Regions from separate parts of the Sus scrofa genome. Here region 1 is linked to region 2. The links are chromatin contacts, called in public promoter capture Hi-C maps. All regions are on one chromosome and are shown on one strand. The core of a region is the stretch at or near the end of the contact, and the rest is flanking DNA. Distances in the headings are between cores, read along the strand shown. Region 1 holds the start of USP1 (ubiquitin carboxyl-terminal hydrolase 1). Region 2 holds the start of ALG6 (dolichyl pyrophosphate Man9GlcNAc2 alpha-1,3-glucosyltransferase).

Region 1 (2,828 bases), core at 241-2,740, 870 kb after region 2:
TAATCTAACATTTGACCAGGTGCCGTGCCTTATGCTGCACCATTTCTTGCTCCCGCCTGTCCTTATCACTGGGGTTTGCTACAACAAAAATGTTTCTCCCGTAATCTAAATCCGGTTTCGCAGAACCCACGATAAATCGAACATTGCATGTTACTGAACAAGTGACAGTGTGAACACTAAGTCCTATTCGTCTTAAGCGGCCTCCTTCACAAGGTGGTACGACTTAATTGCAACTTTCCACGAAAAACGTAACATAAGGAGAACATTCCCAACAAAGGTTTAAGACACGTGGCATTCTAAATACTTGTTAAAAAAAAAAGAAGTAAAAGTTTAAACTGCGCGGTAAAATGCAGCAATCCCGACCCAGGACAACGCGAGCGAAAACATTCCTTGGCGCTACCCCGCACTCTCTAGGAACGGAAAGGAAAGCGAAAAGACGGGATGGGGTCTGTGCCCGTGCCCGTGAGGACGCCACGGGCCCGGCGGGAGGCGTCTTGAAGCAGGACCGCAGCTCCGGGACCCTCGCCCGCGGAGCTGGCCTATTTACGCCCGGCCCGCACCTGCCTTGAGTCCCCGGCGGCGGCAGGAGGGCGCCCCGCCCGCTGCACGGAGCTCGGCGGCGGCGCTGCACCCACGAAGCCGAGGTCCTCCCCGCGGCCCCCTCGGGCGCCGGCCCCACCTCCACAGGCCCTCCTTACCTGGTCATGGCCCAAAGCGAGGTCCGCGGCGGTGACGCCGACAAGTCCAACCAGGCCGAGCGTGGGTGCCACAGGTGAGCCCCTGCCCCGAGCCCGCGGGGGCCCCCCGACCCAAGGAAAAGCTGGTCGGATCGCCCTCCCCGCGGGGGAGTGACCATTCGCTCTGAAGAGCGGGAACCCGGGCTGCCGCTCGGTCCTGCCCGGCGCCCGCACCAACTACATCCCCGGAGCGGCGCCCGCCCGCGCCCGCCCCCGCCCCGGGACGGCAAGGAGCGCCAGAAGCAGCTCCGCTCGCCCGGCGTCCTAACCGCTAGGGTCTTCCTCACTCCACCACCGACGGGAACTTGGCGCGTTTTCCTCAGTCTCAGGACCCCCGTGTTTTAGCCTCCGCCCGCGCCAGCGCTGCGATTGGAAGTGGTGTCCTGCGAAAGTGCCGGTTCTAGTCTCCACGCGGTGGAGACGCGAAAGGCCAGAGCCGCCTCGAGACCGCCACTCGCCCCTTGGCCCGCACGGGCTCCGGAACCAGCTGGAACGGTAGTTGCCTCAAGCTCGTAACGGGTTCTGCAGTTTCAAACAGCGCAGGCAGCGTCACGGGCAGCTCGCGCGGGTCCTCGCTGAGGGCGCGCGCTTAGGAGCGAGAGGCCTGGCTGGCGGGCTCCAGCCTCACACCCTTTTTTTTTTTTTTTTTTTTAACCATTCGTGCGCGAGAGTTGAGGGGAAAGCGTACGGGTCGGGAAACAGGACAGAGAGGTGGGATGGACTCCCTGCTCGGGAAGGAGCCGCCAGGTGCTCAAATCCACCAATCCGTAATGAACAATCCCCCGTGCCGCCTAAGAGGAGCCAATCAAAAGTACCTAGACAAAAGCGAACTGGGTGGGCGGGGAAAGGCAGTCCACCCAATACAAAAAAAAGACAGGAGGGCTTCAGCCAATCATTGTTGGCCATAGAGAGTGTTCTTCAGACGCCGTTCTCCTCCCGCTCTCATTGGCGCTCGAGTGCGCGCTTTCGCTGCCGACTGTTAAATCTTGGTCTGCGTTTTGTGAATCCCAGAAGGTGGGACGCCAGCGAGGGTGCGGTTTCCGGAGAGGGGCCCTCACAATAAGTCCCGCCTCCGTTTCATGCGTACACACTCGGGCGGGGTTACTCGGGAGATTAGTTTCGGAAAATGGCTGACCGCCTCGCTTGCTGCTGTGCGCCCGAATCGCAGCCCCAGCCCCCGGGCCATCCAGTAAAATAATTGCCGCCATGAAAAATAGTAAATTCTCAACCGAACGGTGCAGAGCCGAGGCTCCTTCCTCAGCCCTTCCACGCGTTATTTTCTCCTCTTTACCCTTTCCCCTCCCCACCGACGTCTCTTGTTGTCTCCGGACGACGAGGAGACTAAAGAGCATTCTTAACGCCCGGCTCTGGCTGGGGGAGCTTCGAGGGGTTCTTGCGCGAGGCCTTACTAATGGGCTCAAAACACGGCAAGGCAGGCCTTTCCATAGCTTCTGCTTCCGTCCCTGTTTGTATGCCTACCTCGGAGGCGAGGTGATCTCACAAAGCAAGTGGAAAACAGGATAAGTTCAGTGCAAATTCATTTAACTAAGCCTGTTTTTAGGTGCTTGATGTGCCAGGCACTTTTCCAGGCGCCAGGGATACGGCGCGAATGAACATTAACTGCTCCAAAGGGGCTTTCCCTTCTAGGCAGGGTAAATGCAAAGCTAAAATGAGATAAAATAATATGAGTGATAGGAGAGGAAATAAGGAGGGTGCTGTTCTAGGTACCACAGTCAGACATTTGAGTAGAAAACTAAATGAAGACACAGCCAGCCTTGGCCGAATCTGAGGGAGGAATGGTCCCAGCAAGGAGAAAGGTAAGTTATAAAAGTCTTCAGGCACTTGGCGTTCTGGAAAGAAGGCAGGGAGGCCAAGGAGCTTAGAGCGCAGTGAACTTAAGTGCGGAAGATTGTGGGACGTGAGATCGGCGACACTGGGCAGGGCTCTGGTTAGGTAAGGAGACGGGAATCACTTGACGGTTTGAAGCTGGGGAGTGGCGTGATCGGTTAAGTGACTGCTCGTGGTGGACAGACTGCTGACCTTCAAAACTGCAAGCTGGAAGGTCACCTAGGAGGCTATTTCTGCTGCCCA
Region 2 (2,700 bases), core at 190-2,689:
CTGGAGTTCCCACCGGGACTCAGGGGTTAACGAAACCAACTAGTATCCATGAGGATGTGGGTTTGATCCCTGCCTGGCCTAGCTCAATGGGTTAAGGATCTGGCATTGCCCTGGGGTAGGCCACAGACACCACTAGGATCCTGAGTGGCTGTGGCTGTGGTGTAGGCTGGAAGCTGCAGCTCCAATTGGACCCCTAGCCTGGAAACTTCCATATGCCCTAAAAAGCCAAAGAAAAAAAACCAAAACAAAAACCAACAACCAGCTAGACACTAAAGAACATATTATATGGTTCCATTTACAAAAGGCTCATAAATAGACAAAACTAATCTATGGTGTTAGAAATCAAGAAAGAGATAAACTTTGGGGAAGATACGGGATGATGATTGGGAGTGTTCTCCAGAAAGGTCTTCGGAGAAGATGCGTGAATTTTGGCTCCTGATTTGAACGGTGGTTAAAAGATGTGTTTACTCAATAATACATCGACTATTTAGAACTTATGATTTGTGTACTGTATCTTCTTGTATACTGTATCTTCTTGTATATATGTTAAATTCCAAAAGGAAAAGTATAAAGGAAATTACATTTATTTGTCAACTGGAATATAAGCTCCAGGTAAGCAGGGATCCTCCTATCTTAGTCGTTGCAGGGGCTTAGAACAAAGTTGGCAGAAAGCAGGTACCCAAAAATACATGCTGAATGGAAATCTTCGTGAGTCCTTTGTGGTTAAAGATACTATTGAGGCTTTTAGGCAATCTCCTATCCTTGAACCGTAAAAAGGGTACTTTATTACGTTTCCCTTATGTAAAGCAAAATACTTTTTTTTTTAAACTTCCTAACCCATTCTCGAACCACGGAATTGCCACGCAGGCGACAGAAGAGTTTTCAGTCCTACTTTGCCCCGAGGGGGAGTCCAGACAGAAAAGTCGGCCGTCCACCTCCCAGGGCCGAATTTGTTCCTTTTAGTCTGAAAGGTCCTTCCCTCAGGGTGGACACCACACCCAGGGAGTGCAGCTACTCCAGGGGAGCAGGTGTCGCCAAAGGGACCCTTCCGGATGGCGCTCTCCCCTTCCCCGGCGGGCCCCACCCTCAGGGACCCTAGGAACGAGGCTGCCAAGCCGCTCCAGTCCAGGGTCGCACCACCGTCACCACGTCCCTCACCTGACCCCCATGCGAGCCTGCGGGCTGGGCTGGGGAGGCCTAGCGCGCCGTTCTCTGAGTGGAATGGGGCCAATAATCCGCTGGCCAGCCCCCAGACCCTCCGAACCTCGACCCGGCGCTCCAGAGCCCCAAGAACCGACCTCTTACCCTGCAGAGCGCTGAACCTGGGAATTCGCGCCGCAGCGGGTGGGAAGGCGCCTGCGCGCTCGCCCCCGCGGCGGAGTGCCCTGTTGGCCTTCCTTCTGCGTCCGCGTGCTCGCGCGCCGCCCGCGCGCCCGCCGCGGGAGCGAGCCCGTCGAGCGTGAGGGGAGGGGCGGGGAAAAGGCGTGGTGAGGAAGTAGGCAGCTTCGGAGGCGGTACTGCAGCGGCTGGAACCCGAGAGGCCTGGCGGCCCGGGTGAGGCTTGGGGCAGGTGGAAAGCCCCTTGCTCTTCTTTCCTGGGATCGCGGCCAAGGCCGGAGCGGCTGCTTAGTCCACGGATTCCTGTCAGGGGCGCGTCTTGGCTCGCTTCATAGAGTGGACAGCCCTTGGCTAGTCCGCACCAATGAGTGGGAGATCGTCCTCTGGGCCAGTGCCCTCGAGGTGCCAGAAAGCCAACCTGCTTCACTATCTTCAAGCTACATGCCTGCGAAGAAGGTATTAAGCTGAGAAGTCGCTTCATAAGAGAAATGGTATTGAACGTCCAAGCATTCTCCGGAGCCTGTAAGTGATGCAGAAGAACAGCCCTGCCTGCTCTCCAGTGCATCACACGTTCTGCATCAGGCAGCTTGAATCACCTGTCCCCAAACTTGCAGGTAATAACCGCATTCCCGGAAGTTCCCATGTGGAACAGCGGGTTAAGGATCTGGCGTTTCCACAGCTATGGCGCAGGTCCTAACTGCTGCACAGGTTTGATCCCTGGCCTGGGAACTTCTACATGCCACGAGTGCGGCCAAAAACAAAACAAAACAAACAAAAACACCACATTCCCTTCTAGTGAGAGAATGCCCTAACCTCCCCTCCCCCTTCTGAATCCTGTATAAATCAATCCCTCTAATTTATAATTCATAGATATCAGCAAATGTTTGGCCATGACTATGGCTTTATTCTAAGTGGATCTGAACAACTCTCTGGATCTTGGTTTCTTCATCTGTGAAATGAATGAGTGGGCTAGGTAAACTTCCAAATCTAAAATTTTATACTACGCTGGCCCTGGAAATATGGAAAACTATGGCCAAGCCCCTGTTCTCAACAGATTTCATTCTCATTGGAAAGACATTTTCATGGAGAAAAGGATAGAACGAAACAGATGCTGAACGTCAGATTACTGGTATATGCACTAAGTCCTGTAGGAGTTCAAAGAAGAGGGTTCACTGTAAACCAAAAACTATCAGGAAATGCTTTCCCTGGAGAAATCACATGAGCTTTGAAGGAAAGCCTGGCTTACATAAGCCAGGAAAATGGGAGTAGGACTGCAGACAAAGGAAGTGTTTCAAGCCAGAGTTGTGGCAGTTGGAAAGTGCTAAACATTTCCTCTAGTTTAGATGGTGGGTGAAGAAGCTG

Evidence for each region. Promoter capture Hi-C pulls out the DNA fragments that hold promoters and counts their contacts.
Region 1: a promoter capture Hi-C map of liver shows a contact between it and region 2, with 6 times the contacts expected there. The contact joins the promoter of USP1 here to the promoter of ALG6 in region 2. A contact is called at or near these places in 2 of 5 promoter capture datasets (fetal liver and liver), 1 of 47 Hi-C or Micro-C datasets (heart right ventricle) and 2 of 2 datasets of contacts at active chromatin or transcription factors (alveolar macrophages and skeletal muscle).

What each region holds. Positions count from the first base shown.
Region 1 is chr6:149,984,456-149,987,283 of Sscrofa11.1, forward strand. USP1 (ubiquitin carboxyl-terminal hydrolase 1) reads right to left here and starts at 1,491. Exons shown (of 9, transcript XM_021096553.1): 1 at 699-1,491.
Region 2 is chr6:149,111,267-149,113,966 of Sscrofa11.1, forward strand. It overlaps ALG6 (dolichyl pyrophosphate Man9GlcNAc2 alpha-1,3-glucosyltransferase), which reads right to left and starts at 1,440. Exons shown (of 18, transcript XR_002345161.1): 1 at 1,306-1,440.